Linked DNA regions of Oryctolagus cuniculus: region 1 is linked to region 2. Evidence: chromatin contacts called from public Micro-C data. All regions are on one chromosome and are shown on one strand. Each heading gives the region's core, a stretch centred on a gene start, on an enhancer-like site or on the middle of the called end of the contact. The rest is flanking DNA. Distances are from core to core; before and after follow the strand shown. Region 1 overlaps LRMDA (leucine rich melanocyte differentiation associated). Region 2 overlaps ZNF503 (zinc finger protein 503).

What was found. A called contact is a pair of places that touch in the nucleus more often than the background predicts.
Region 1: a contact with region 2 is called in a Micro-C map of ear pinna, with 7 times the contacts expected there. The contact joins two enhancer-like sites. A contact is called at or near these places in 2 of 6 Hi-C or Micro-C datasets (ear pinna and an unstated tissue).

Annotation. Positions count from the first base shown.
Region 1 is chr15:67,339,149-67,346,346 of mOryCun1.1, reverse strand. All of the region lies in intron 5 of LRMDA (leucine rich melanocyte differentiation associated), which reads right to left. Among named protein-coding and RNA genes, the nearest start is that of LRMDA, 890 kb to the right of the region's middle. Within about 2 kb of position 1,871, at least 1 of the 8 cell types and tissues checked has an H3K27ac peak or open chromatin away from gene starts, as enhancers often do. A contact at or near this core is called in ear pinna, where this site is marked.
Region 2 is chr15:66,418,510-66,425,950 of mOryCun1.1, reverse strand. It overlaps ZNF503 (zinc finger protein 503), which reads left to right. Exons shown (of 2, transcript XM_008269924.4): 2 at 1-1,889. The coding sequence ends at 939. Among named protein-coding and RNA genes, the nearest start is that of ZNF503, 5.8 kb to the left of the region's middle. Within about 2 kb of position 2,435, at least 3 of the 8 cell types and tissues checked have an H3K27ac peak or open chromatin away from gene starts, as enhancers often do. A contact at or near this core is called in ear pinna, where this site is marked.

The DNA.
Region 1 (7,198 bases), core at 622-3,121, 920 kb before region 2:
TGGCTGTGCGTGATGCTGGGACAGTTTCAATGCCAGAGATTGAGAATAAAGGAAAAGACAGGTGGGGCGCGGGGGAGAAACAAGATGAAAGTTCCGGGTTATTTCTCCAATGACTTTCCTTCCATTAAGCCGTCTTCTGCCATTTTTTCCCAGATTCCTAATTCCATTCTACTTTGTCCACTGTAGTTTCCAGCACTTGGGAAACTCAAAGGTCCTGCTTGTTCGCAGGCCCTTTTCCCTCCATCGTCAGAATTCTCCAGTTCTCAAAAGTAAACAGTCACAGAAACCGCAGTCTGCCTTCCTCATCTCGCAGGCAGGGTCGGCGCCTGCGCATTCTCCACCAGCTCTCGGGGGGGCTCGTGGCATACCCTCGAAGACCTGACACCAGCGTCACAAGCTGGTTGCAGGGGACCAAGAGCCCTGAGGACTCTAAGTCAAGACCGAGTGCGGACCTGGGTCCCGCGCTTTGCCCCCGGGACGCAGCTTCTAGAACCGGCACCCTCTTCTCCCACCCCTTCCTTTACTGAATTACAGGAGGTTTCAGGGAACTGATTTATTGTTGCTTAGAGAAGGCTCTTTCCCAACAAAGGCCTTTTTTTCTCCTAACTCAAGTGAGCACCTTGGGACCTTCCTTTTAAATAGAAAACCGATGATGCCTCCCTTCCCCCACTATAAATTAAAAAAAGACACCTAATAACTGATGTTGTTCTTGCAAGAAGCGAAAAGCACCCAACACTGCCTAGAAGGACCCTGCCCTGGCCCTCGCCCTTACCTTCCTCTCCCCGGGGCTCTAAGCCCTGGCCACCCGAGACCTCTGCACCAGTCATCTTTCTTCCCACCGCCGTCCCCTAACATTTTCTGCCTTGGTGATGGCAAGCTTCACTTGGGCAGCTCGCTCCTTAAGGGCCGTGCCCCACACCTCCTGAAGCTGCCCTCTGATCACCTCTCAGGACAGACCCGAAATTGTGAATTACAAGCTGTGAAGAAACAGCATGGTTCGGCCCCCTAACACCACCATTCCCAGCAGATACACCCGTTCCAAGCAGAACCCAGGTGGCTGCTCACATGCACAAGGCCTTCACCTTACAAGATACGCTCGGGCTGAACAAAGTGGTCCTGCGGAAACCTTCCTTCCTGTACTTGCGGCTGGTCTATAGATGCAAAACCCAAAACCCGCACCCCCGGTGTCCAAGATGCGTTCAGTGACATCAGTCTGGGATCTGGGGTCTGGCAGAGGGAGCGGGCCGGGAGTCGCCCAGGGTTGCACACACTTCACTCAGCTTTCCCTTGCTTTAACACCCATCTTTGTCTCTCCTTCATTTCTTGATTGTGTTTCCTTGCCCCTGATGGGTGACTAATGCAATATGCAACCCCAGTGAAGACCCTGGCAGTGCAGGTGAGCACAGGTGGTCCCAGGACTGGGGGAGGGCAGGGCTGAGCAGGCTGGAGCAAGTCAGTGGTGAAGGCTGTGCTGCGCAAGTCCCCCTTGTCACACAGCTCAGCCGGCAGAAGGGGGCGCTGTAGTGTAACCTATTTAGGATGCAAATAGCTCCCGAGCGAGCCGCAGAAAAAAGCTCCCGGGCTAGCCGCTGCCTGGCAGGTCCCTCAGCAGTCCCGAATGCCAGCTTCCTGCTAGTCACTGCTCACCGCAGATCATTAACAGAACTCAGAACGTGTTACTCAATGTGAACATTTTAAAAACTGATCACTAAATTAAAAAAAAAAAATTAAAAAACAGGCACAATTCCACTCCTGGGGAATTCAACTTTGCTCATTGCAGATTTATGGATTCAAGACCACTGAAGTTCAAGACTGCATTTGCTTGAGACTGACAACCATGTGTCACATATGCACCAGGCAGCCAAACATGGGGGGAAGGGAGGGGACCAGGGGCTTCTAGCAGTGCACAAGGAAAAAGACTAGAAACTACAAGGTTGAAGATGTTCTGCACCGAAGAGCAGGAGGGAGCTTTCCACAAAAGACTCCAAGGAAAATCTCCAGCTTCCCAGAACCAAGCCAGCTGCTCCTAGGGTTTTTTTTTTTTCTTTCCCCTTACCAAATCAGGTGGTCACTTTGCCAAGGGAGTTTTCCTCTTCCCCCTTGCTCCAGCCAATTCCTGTTTTCTTGAACTGGAGCTCCCCGAGACTCATCAAAAACACGATTTAATTACAGCTCCAAAAAAAAAAAAAAAAAAAAAAAGGGGAGGAGTGTAAACATGACTCCTTTTTATCTCCTGATACATCTGGACAAGTAGACAATGTGCTAAAACAAAATAAATCTGCCTTGACAGTCACATCAAAGAGTTCAGCAAGGGCCTTGCAGCTACTTAAGGCACAGGAATGCTGTTGCTAAGCGTCGGCCTACAACTTATCAGGCCCTGGAAGAAACGCTTTTTTTTCTTTCTTTCAGGAGCAGATGAGGAAAGTTAGAGAGTGGGAACCAAACCGCAAAAGTAGACTGGGGATCGTCAGGGATTTTGAGGCTTAAACGGAATTGTGTGAAGAAAAGGCGTTTTCTGGTGTTGTGTTTCCCTTCCGACATAGCAGCTGTATTTTTATCAAGGTCGTAGGTGGGAACCTTCCAGAAAAGGCCCTTTAGGACTCAAGGAAATCGGGGACGGTGCAAAACATTTGTATACAAATTCCTGCCACATCTCGTTCCCGTGAGAGCAGCCTCATGCTAGCTCAAAGATCTCAAAAAAGATCCCGCCTTTTCCAGAGTGAACCACCCTTAAGTCTCTTTAAGAAAAAAAAAAAAAAAATCAGCCAGCATCACCAACCAGAGTTACTTTTTCCCCCTAAAAGGCAGGAAATGGAGAATCTACTCCAGGCAAACACAAAACAAATGAACACACACAACCCCTCTCCTCAAAAGAAACCAAGTGGAAATGACCGGGAGCGATGAACGAAAGGAAGCTGCAGCCCCACAAGGAGAGCTCCCGGCTACACACAGCCTGGAGCGGACCAAGGGCCTGGCCACTGCCTGCGGCCTGTGCTCCCCGCCAGCCTCAGGGGAAGCTGCTGTGAACTTCAGTCTGATCCGCATCCCCCAGGATCGGGAGGAAGCTGCAAGGTTTTCCTCCTGCCCTAGACCCATCCTCAGCTGGGAGACCATGGCCCAGTGTCTCTCTCCTGCAAGGCTACTGAATGTAGCCACGCCGAGAAATTAGCAGTGAACATGAAATGGCATTGCCGAGAAGAAATCTTCTATGAAGACCTCAGGGAGTTGCAGAAGAAAAAAAAAAAAAGCCGTTAAAAATAACCCACCCATCCTCAAAGGCCCCCGACGACACTGGGGAGATCTTGTCCTAGCAACAGAGGCTCTGACAATCCCCGGGCCCACTGCTTCGGCCTCCGGAGTTCAGGAACATTTTAAAGATCCCATTTGTTATTTTCTCTTTTTGGATCAAAGGCAACAAATTCTGAATCCCCTGTGATCGCCACACAGGATAACTCTCAACAACATGAACAATTACCAACTCTGTGATACTGCACAAATAAACAACACTTACTATTATCTCTGGCGCAATCATATTTATTAAACGGTGACGGAGGGCAGCGGGAACCATTTTTATTGTCCCAGATAGCTCCTATTCTCTAATTAAACAAAAGGTTATTTCTACTGTTAACACAGTCATTTGTCTAAGTTGGGTCTTACATAATACTTTTTGCCAAGCGTGACAGAATGTAAGAAATTATGTTCTGAGGTGGTTTTGTGGGATTTTTTTTCTTGTTGTTTTTAATTTCGCATGCTGAGTTGCTACTAAGAAAGCCTGGCCGGTTCATTATCAAAGCAAGGGGCCATTGTGTGTTGAATTCATAAATAAACTTTGGCAATTTTTCCTAAAGCATGAGGAAGCCAGCACTTGGTCCTACCCTTTAGCTTCAATCCAAGGGCAATGATCTGTATTATTAAAGATATAGGTCAAGCCAGCTTGCGCTTCTCCGTCCTGTGGGATGTTTTAGAAGCTGCTGTCACATTACCGAGATCTCTTCTGTGGCTCCTAATTATTCCTCTTGGCAGCTTTGGATTTCAAGCCATTCCTCTCCCATGTATGTAAAAATTTATAACAGCGTGAGTTATTTCCATGTTTGTAATGGCAGAAGATATCTATTAGAAAAATACACTAATTTCACTGACAAGGATAATGGTGACTTCATAAAATTTGCACTGTGTCTTCTGTAAACCTCACATGCATTTCATATCCACACTGAAAATTCTAACGGTTGTTACTTCAATGTAACTGAGTGCAGGGCTTCTCATGGACAATATGAACTCTAAGGAAGAAAGCAGCACAGAGTCCTCTTCACCTTCAAAATTTAATTTGGTCCAGAAACACATATTAACCTGCCCCTCTCTGCAGAAGACTGAGGGAATGCAGCCTAAGATGTACGGGTGATCCAGTACGGGCCTGGCACGGTTGTCGTTCAGGTCCTAGTTAGGGGATCTACCAAAGGCCCATGTGATAGAGGGTTTGGTGTCCCGCGGGATGTGGTGGAGCCATTAGGAGGTGAGGGATGGCTGGTCTGTGGGAGGGGGTCATTAGGTCATTGGCAGTGCTGCCCACTGAAGGCAGCTCTCCAGAGTTGTTTCAAAAGCCCGAGTTGGGTGCAGCCTCTCTGTCTTCCTGGCTCAGCAGGCAACCCTTCCTCCATACCCGCTTCACTCTGCCCTCATCCAAGGCCTAACAAATGGGGCTGCCTGATTTTGAACTTGAACCTCCCCAACTGCGAGCCAAGTAAACCTTGTATTCTTTCTGAAGTTAAATAAATGCCTGATGTAGCCACACAAATCTGACTCCTGCAGAATGTTCACATAGTCCATCCCCTTTCCCCTCCCCAGACCTCTGTGTGCGAAAGACGGCAGACGTAACGTCCCTCGAGGGTGTCCCCAGAGGGCAATGAGCACCCGAATTCGACCTCCTTTCCGATTCTGTCAGCAGGGCTTCCTGACTCGGCATTGTCCTCTTTGCACCACACCGAGAGGAAGTGACTGTTGCGTTGTTAAGGTAGCTGACCCTCCAGAATAAGATGAGTTGACAACTGCAACGCAAGGGAGAACTGAAACGAAGACTGTAAGAGGAAGGGCCAAACTCAAGAGGCTGCAGAAGAGATCTGTCTGTTCCAGGAGGAAAAGGCCTAGAACCTGTCGGGTTTGATGGTCACAGGCACGGCAGCATGCTGGGAAGGCATCGACGTCCCTAGGAGACAGGATAAAATGGAGACTGCGTGCCAAGGGCCCGTCCCAAGAACTGACGACTGGTGCAGAGTGGAATGCGGCTTTCTTGCCTGCTTTCCTGCCATGATCAACGGATAAGAACATTCAGGCTTCATAAAATGCTTTCCTGAGGAACTCCTCCTATTCTTCTATAATGATACTCTGTTTAAATTTTGTGCCCTCAACCCCAGTACCCCTACAAGTTACTATTTTGAAATAAAACAAGCCTGGGGCCGGCCTGACCCTGGCATCCTGTATCAGGGTGCTGCTATCCAGTTCCCTGCTAATGCATCTGGCAAAGTGCTGGGACCCCTGCCACCCATGTGGGAGACCCAGAAGGGGTTCCTGGCTCCTGGGTTCAGCATGGCTCAGACCTGGCCATTGCAGCCATTTGGGTAGTGAACAGCAGATCCAAGACCTTTCTTTCCCTCTGTCACTCTGCCTTTCAAATAAATAAAAATCTTAAAAAATAAAACAAGGCTCTGACTCTACAGGCCATAAATCCTCAGACTGCACAGTCTATTTTTGATTACAAATATTTACCACCTTTTGCAAATCACCAATCAAATCTGTTCATAGGCACATGACTAATTACCAGTTTCTAAGGAAAACAGTCATTTGTTTTATTCTCAGTCCTACCACTACACACCCACCCCTGTTGGAGAGATTACAATAGATCTTCCACAGCGAGTATGCTGTGACTACTCCTCCTGGCTTCTGAATGGATTTAGAGTTTGTCTCATTTCCTTGGAGATTTGGCTGAGGGTGGGGGAAGATGAGAAGTATTATTTCCTTTATACAGATGTAAAGCAGGAAGCTGAGTAAATTGCCCCATTTTATCTGAATCTTAATCCCGCAAAGCTCGAGTCCCAGGCCTCCCTTTCTTTGTACTATGAAGATGGACATTTTTCTAAAAGACAAACCCATTCATTCTCACAACCAGCCAACGGGTAGCTCTTACCGGAGTTTTAGAATGAAGACACCACAGTGCAGAGAGATTAGAGGAGTTAACCAATATTCTAATTAGCAAACGTTACACTCTAGGCTACGGGCCTGAGAGCAATCAGGAAAGTACTTCACAGGAACCTACTGGCCTTGCAGGGATGATTCCCACTGAAGGTACAGATGGCTCCAACACACTGTGACCACTCACTGTCCAAGCAGACCAAGTGAGAAAAAGGAAGAGAGCACAAACCCCACCTCTGTCTGCCTCCTAACATTTACCTGCTGTGTGGACTCTGGGGCCTGGCTAAAACCCTTTGAAATTCAGAAGGTGTTAAAAAACTATGGTTACCTGGTAGACAACAGATGAAGTATCTCTATGAACTGGATTAACAGAGTCACACATCCAAAGGAGTAAATACAGTGATTAAATCTACTCTGCCTAAGGTTGTACCAGCCGGGCAAACTGAAGGCCTGCTAGAGAGATATGAACGCTCCAGAACATACAGACGTGCACCATGTGCACACCACGTAGAATATCCACACACACAAAAGCTCTTCTGCCTATCCAACGGCAGGGCTTCCTCATGCGCAGGCAAGAAAACATCTATCTGGTACCTTCTATGTCTCACTGCCTACTCTACGGCGATTTGGCTTTAGTTTCTAACTGAATGAATATACAGCAGAAAGGTTGCCAACCAACAGTGTACCTCGCAGTCTTTTTATATTCCAGATACAAAGATACAGACCCTTCTTGGAAGGGTACAGGATATAGCCGTGTAGCACAATGCCAGGGGCAATTAGATGGCAATCAGACATGGAGACAAGAGAGGCTTCATGGAACATGGAGACACAGAATGAACACTCAAGATTTTCATTCATTTCAAAGACTCCCAGAGCAGAAGGGGAAGGGAGAGTTAATCCCAATGCTTGCAAAGCCAAGGTCGGGTCAGGCTGAAGCCTGGAGCCTAGAACTCCCTTCAGGATTCCTACATAGGTGGCATGGATTCAACCAAATCATCCATCCGCTGCTGCCTCC
Region 2 (7,441 bases), core at 1,186-3,685:
GGGCTGGTGGCGCCAGTGTCGCCCTACAAGCCGGGCCAGACAGTGTTTCCTCTGCCTCCTGCTGGCATGACCTACCCGGGCAGCCTGGCCGGGGCCTATGCCGGCTACCCGCCTCAGTTCCTGCCTCACGGCGTGGCGCTCGACCCCACCAAGCCCGGCAGCCTGGTGGGCGCACAGCTGGCGGCGGCCGCGGCCGGCTCGCTGGGCTGCAGCAAGCCGGCTGGCTCAAGCCCGTTGGCTGGAGCGTCGCCGCCGTCCGTGATGACAGCCAGCTTGTGCCGGGACCCGTACTGCCTCAGCTACCACTGCGCCAGCCACCTGGCCGGGGCGGCAGCCGCCAGCGCCTCGTGCGCACACGACCCTGCGGCGGCGGCCGCGGCGCTCAAGTCCGGATACCCGCTGGTGTACCCCACGCACCCGCTGCACGGTGTGCACTCCTCGCTAACGGCCGCCGCTGCCGCGGGCGCCACACCACCCTCACTGGCCGGCCACCCCCTCTACCCCTATGGCTTCATGCTGCCCAACGACCCGCTCCCGCACATCTGCAACTGGGTGTCGGCCAACGGGCCGTGCGACAAGCGCTTCGCCACATCGGAAGAGCTGCTGAGCCACTTGCGGACCCACACGGCCTTCCCCGGGACAGACAAACTGTTGTCGGGCTACCCCAGCTCGTCGTCCCTGGCCAGCGCCGCCGCGGCCGCCATGGCTTGCCACATGCACATCCCCACGTCCGGCGCTCCGGGCAGCCCCGGGACGCTGGCGCTGCGCAGCCCCCACCACGCGCTGGGACTCAGCAGCCGCTACCACCCCTACTCCAAGAGCCCGCTCCCCACGCCCGGCGCGCCCGTGCCAGTGCCCGCTGCCACCGGACCCTACTACTCCCCCTACGCACTCTACGGACAGAGACTGACCACAGCCTCAGCGCTGGGGTACCAGTGAGGGCGGCCGGGAGGGCGAGCGAGTGAGCGAGTGAGCGAGGGCATGCAGCCGGGGGAGGGGCGCGAAGGCGGCCAAGGTTGCCGAACTCCCCGCGTGAGCGTGTGTGCGTGCGCGCGGGAACACCCGGGGCCCTGAGAGGCAACCCCGTGTACCGCATCCACCCACCCCACCTCGGCGACCGAGACCCGGTGGGGAACTCCTCTTCCCCCGCCTCCCACCTCCCCACTCAAACTTTATAAAAGTTGGGAAAAAAAAAAAAGGAAAAAAATCATTTGACTTTTTATAGAAAAGGAAGGAAAAAGTAATTGAGAAAGTGTTCATCTGAGGACTTCAACCGGTGGACACTGGTATTTATTTATGTTAGCTCCAAGCGGACCCGTGGTTCAAAAGTGCATTATTTAGTTTGAACTCCGTAGGTAAAAAAAAGAAAAGATAAAAAGAGGAGGAGGAGGGGACGAAATTAAAACTCGAGGGTGCAAATGTGCAAGAGAAACCCTCCCATCCCTTGTAGATTATAAATAAAAACAAACCGCCAGACTAGAGGTCTTCTCTTAAATGTTACTTTAAAATTGCTATGATTGTATCGTACGTTCTTATTTAATGTCTGATTGAAACACAAATTTACATGCATGTTTGTTACAAAAAATGAAAAAAAACCTAAACAAGTCACAATTTGTCAGCTCTGATTTCAAATTGCAATTATTTTTAAGGTGTATGCCATCGAAAGAGAATGGGTATTTTTTGGTATGTATTCTGGAAGGAAAAAAAAGGAAAAACAATTCTATTCCAAAACCTCATTTGCCTTATTTTGTTCTTTAAAAGGAACACTTAACTATTTTTAATTTTTAAGTCCACCCGCTGAGAAGGGGACAAGGTTTACGTCATGTACTAAAATAATAGACAATGTATCGCTTTAAAGATTAAAATTCCGTATATTTGATGTATTAAAAGGTTTTACTTCTCCTTTTTTTTTTTTTTAATTATTTTTTTGGTTAGAGAGAACAGAGCGGTTCCGGCAGATGTGGGTTCCCGGGCCGCCGCGGCCGCTTCCCCGGCCCGCGGCCGAATTCCCGATTGCTTTGTTGTGATTTTCCCCAGGCCCGAGGCGCCACACGGGCCGCCAGCTGCAGGGACGCAGGTTTAAAGGGGGAATTCCACGTTTTGGACGGACACTGTTCTTCGCTCTTGCTCACTCCGTTTTTATTTAAGTTTTCTCTCAGCAGCCTGTTTGTCAAAAGTGAAAGGGGTGGGGAGGAGCGGGTTGTGTGTGTGTGTATTTTTTTTTTTTTTTTTGGGTTAAATTTCCCTCTTGAGGTTTGGGGGCATTTGGGTTTCGTTTTGCGCGGAGCGCCGAGCAGGCCAGGGCTCGCCGGCCGCGCCCGGGACCCGGGGACCAACGGCCGCCCTCAGTCTCCCCTCTTGGCTTTGCAAGCAGCGCCCGTCCCGGGCGGGCAGCGGGGACAGATCTGCGGGCCGAGGGCCACCTGGGGAACCCGTTTCCGCGGCCTGGACAGCGAGCGCGCAGGAGCCCCCCGGGACCCTCGGGGACGGCGCGCTCGCTCCGCTCTCCTTTGCGCTACCGAGGGCCAGCCGCACCCTCGGGCGCCGGCCTCCCTCTGGAGCCCCGGCCGGGGCGGGCCCGCGCCGCGGCTGCTTTTCCCCATCCTGACGGCTCTGCAGCCGGCGCTCCGTCCCGGTCGGCGCCTCAGGAGAGCGCGCTGGGGCCCGGGATCCGGAAGCCCCTTCCAATGCGGGCCCCCCAGGGTCCCGGCGCCCGGGCTCTGCCTCGTGTGGCGGCCAGGTGCGCGTCCAGGGCGGTTTGGAGCTGGGAGCTCCGCTCGGCAGAAGCGCAGCAGGCGCCTGGGTCTCGGAGCCGATCCCCGCCCTGCGCTCCGCTCCCTTCTCCCTAACTTGGGCCTCGGGACGAAGCAGCCAGACGCGCCGCTGGAAGCACGCAGAGAAACGACTGAAGCGCTTTGAAAGGCGGGGGTCCCTGGGCCCCTCACACACTCTCCAGGCCTGCGTTCGAGCTTTCGGCGGCCCAGGGCGCCCTCCGTGGGATCTCAGGACCGCAGAAGCGCAGCGCTGAGCGCGCACCCCACGCTCCCCCCTGCCCGGGGTCCGGCCACGCTGGGTTGTCCGAAGCTCCAGCAAACCTCAGCGCCCACCTCCCCTCGTCTGCTTCTGCCGGCCGCGCAGAGTCCACCCCCAGCCTCGGGCCTGGGTCCGACAGCCGCTCGGCCCCGGCGTCCATCCCCGCAGGGGCAGGCGCCTTTGAGCCTCTCCACCCGCGGCCCAGCACTAGCCTCGCGGTTGCGGGGCCTTTTCCCGGGTTGCACGCAGACCAAGCTCCACCACCTCCCGGACGCCACCCAGAGTGGACTTGCTGGCGACTCGAGCTCCGCCACCGCCTCCCCGGAGGGAGCAGCCTCTCGCACCCCTGACACCGATGCCGGGCCGGATCCACACCCCGGAAACGGGAGCAGGAGCGCGCACTCTGGCCGCAGTGCCCCGGGACGCCGCAGCCCACCTCCCTCGCTAGTCTGGTCGAGAGAGAAGCTGGGCTCGGCTCGGCTCCTGGAGAGCCCTGGCCGACGGGGCGGCCTGTCCACCCAGCTGGCTCCCAGAAGACCCTCACCGCAGGCGGGAATTGGGTCGCGGAAGTGGCGCGGCCCCCGAGCCCGCAGCGTGGGGCCCGAAATCCCCCTGGCCATGGAAGACCCACGAGCTTTGTCTTCCTCTCTTAAAGGGTCCCGGGACCACCAGGCCTCCCTCCACGCCCTGGGACAGGCAGGCGGGGGAAGTGGAGATGGTTGCGCCTTTATGCGCCCTTGTAGTATTTCATTGACAAAAACCAAAGCCAAAAGCCCCCTAACATTTTCATGACACCATTCTTTGCAAGCCGCTGCGCACACGCAGCAAAATTCCGGAGCTGCAGGCCGGGGGTTGGGGGACAGAAAAAATTCCCCGACGTGTCGGACGGAGCCAGGCCGCCCCGGGCGCACGGCTTGGGGAAGGGAGGGTGCCCGGCCGGGCGGTGTGTCCAAGCCGAGGTGCGAGCCTCTTTGCGGGACTCTCGCGCCCGGTGCCTCCACCCCGCGCAGCCGCCTCAGGATTCCCCGCTCGCCAGCGGGCGCAGGAGCCCGGCGGAGCGCCGCGTGTCCGCCAGGCGGCGCTGCGGGACCCGGCGGAGCAGGACCGAGGCCGGGAGCCCAGGCCCCTGAGCCCGCCACAGGCTGGGTCTCACGCCGAGCCCCTGTGCCTCCACCTTCGCACGCCTTTTGCGGCCAAGTGCGCGCGTGCCCTCCCTTGGCGTCTCGCTCCTTTTTTCTTGCTGCGAGCCTCCTCCCCAGTTCTTCTCCAGCCGCTGCAACTGCATCCGGAGTCCCGGCGGCGCGGAACCCCCAGCTGTCCCCGGAGAGCTCCCATCCCTGCCCTCCAGCGCCAACAGGTCACCCTGGCTGCCACGCTGAAGCGGTCCCCACGTACTCCTGTATTCGTTCATTCCCTTCAAGGCTATTTCCTAGCGCTTGCCTCTTGCCAAGGGCTGCCCCTCCTTTGACTCACCCTAGACATAGTCGGAGAAGCTGAGGTCAGGGGCTTGCATTGCATAGCAGTGGGCTAAGCTGACGCCTGGGACGCAGGCATCCCGGTTCGAGTCCTGGCTGCTCCACTTCCCGTCCAACACCCTGCTAATGCGCTTAGGACAGCAGTGGATGATGACCCAAGTCCTTGGGCCCCTGCACCCACGTGGGAGACCCAGAAGAAGCTCCTGGCTCCTGGCTTTGGATCAGCCTAGCTCCAGCCATTGGGGCCATTTGGGGAGTGAACCAGTGGATGGAAGTGCACTCTCTTGTTCTATTTCTCTTTCTCTGACTCTCCCTTTCAGATAAATAAAATAAATCTTAAAAGCAAGAAACTGCACGTAAGTCGTGAAAGGCAGGGGCAGGGGCAACCCAGGCACTTCTCTCCATTCAGCAACTCCAACTTGTCCCTCCAGGTGGACAGTGAGTTACCCGGACGGCCCTCTGCTGGGTGGCTCCAAACACATGCAGATCAGAAACTGAACCTGAGAGACCGCCAATGAATACGGGGCAGCTGCCCACGCCTGTCAGAAGCCCCTGCACCTCCAGGTGTGCACAGCCAGCACTCGCCCTCACCCACTGCAGGCATGTTTGCACATGCACCCACGCCCACAGTCACAGTCCCAACGACGTGTGGGACACGCGGTGCACCTTTCACAGATGGGAGCAGGACAGGCGGTGGCACGACCTCGGGCGGTGAGGCAGGGCGGGTGGAAAAAATGTCTCCAGGTGATGAAGTCCCTGAGCTCGGGAAAATTAAATGTCCCCCAGCAGAGGGGAGCCCGGCCCCCGCTGACCCCTGCTGCATGCGCTGGCTTAGGATTCCTCACCCACTGGGGCCAGTGTCCCAGCGGGGTTCCAAGTGGCTGCAAGACCCAGAAGACCCCCATTTGTGAGAGACTCTGCCCCTTTTAAACTTCACAACACCATGACGTGGTAAGAGTCTTCACCCATTTTCCAGCTGAGGAAACTGAGGCTTGGCAGAGGAAGGGCACTGGCCTGAGGTCGCATCGCTAGTGTGTGATGGGAGGACCAGCAGGGAGTCTCACTGTGCTCACCTGAGGGGAACTTGAAGCAGAACAGTGCTTGGGACCCAGAGAGTGTGACTCAGCTGGCAGGGGAGTACTGCAAAGAGCTCAGCTTCTTAAAAAAAGCCTCCCATAGAATGATCGTGATGATGTTTTTACTTCCTTTAATTTAGCTTATTTGAAACAAAGGGGCCAGCGCTGTGGCGTAGCAGGTAAAGCCGCTTCCTGTGGTGCTGGCATCCCATATGGGTGCCAATTCAAGTCCCGACTGCTCCACTGCTGATTCAGCTCTCTGCTATGGCCTGGGAAAGCAGTGGAGGATGGCCCAGGTACTTGGGCCCCTGCACCCACGTGGGAGACCTGGAAGAGGCTCCTGGATCCTGGCTTTGGGTCGGTGCAGCTCTGGCTGTTGTGGCCAGTTGGGAAGTGAACCAGCGGATGCAAGATTCTCTCTCTCTCTCTCTCTCTCTCTCTCTCTCTCCCTGCCTCTCCTTCTTTCTCTGTGTAACTCTTTCAAACAAATAAATAAGTCTTTAAAAAAAAAAAAAAGGAAGGAACAGTAATGGGGCAGAGGTAGGGGACAGATCTTCCATCCACTGGTTCATTCCCCAAATGGCTACAATGCCAGAAACTCCATCCAGGTCTCCCTCATGGGTACAGGGGTCCAAGCACTTGGGCCACCCCCCGCTGCCTTCCCAGGCACATCAGCAGGGAGCTGGATCAGAAGTGGAGCAGCTGGGAATCAAACCCGAGCTCACAGGGGATGCAGGCATCGCAGGTGGCCGCCTGATGGCGCTGTGCCATACCACCAGCCACAGATGGTGATGGCTTTTATTGTGAAGATTGTCAAACAAGAGGTAGAAATAATAAGGTAATGGACCCCATAAACCCACCAACCAGCCTTGACCACTATCAACTCATGGGCCATCTCATACCCTCATACCTTTACCATCTCACCTCGCCCCATGCTTGTCTTCCAGCCAGGGTCTCACGCTATGCCTGGGCTGGCTCCCAGGCCAGGGCTCAGCCCATCGCGCCACTTCAGGTGAGGCTCCGGTTGTCCGGTGAGTGCACAGCCAGGTCGGGATTTGAACCCAGTCCCATCACACCTAGAAGCCAAGCACTTCAGCCTTCTCTGTGCTGGGCGTCCCCAACAGTCTCAGCAGTAGTGAGACCCCTCTGCACACAGCGATCCCAGTGATCTGGGGCTCACCCTGCGGGTATCTGGGCCGGGCAGCAGTCCAGTGGGACGCCTGCTGTGAGAGTGAGAACAGCTTAAAGCCACATGGTGCCAAGGTCAGGGACACAGCTTTGGGGGTCTCATTAGCCTACCTTCCAGCTCCACCACTAGCTGACTCTACAGCTTTCTCCTGACCTCAGTGTTGTCATCTATAAAATGGGGGCAAGGACACCAGCCCAGTGGGGTTTGCCATGAGACTTAACATTTGAAAAAGGCCCAAACCACTGCCTCACTCTTCCCGGCCCTTTAGAAAAGACAGGTTTCTTCTTTTACTCCCCAGCTGTCCCGCTCAAGAACCTCCCGTGGCTCCCTGCGGCCACTGGTTCAGACCCCCACGCTGCTACCTGGCCACCAGGTGCCTATGGTCACCTTCTGATCCGGCTTCTCTTTGCCGGTCCTCCCGCCACGCTCACCATTGTCACAGCTGAAACCCTCTGTGGCCCGCCAGCCCCCGTTCCCTCCCCCAGTGCCCTGGCTGACCACGTCCATCACACACTCCTCCCCTGGAATGACTTCCTCTCTCCCCTTCTCTTGCCACACCTCCTCCAGGAAGTCACCCAGATTTTCCCTGAGCACTTAATGCCAAGGCAGAGGATGGAGGTATTAAGGCCACTGGACCAGGGATGAGGACAGCTTGCTTTCTAGGGTAC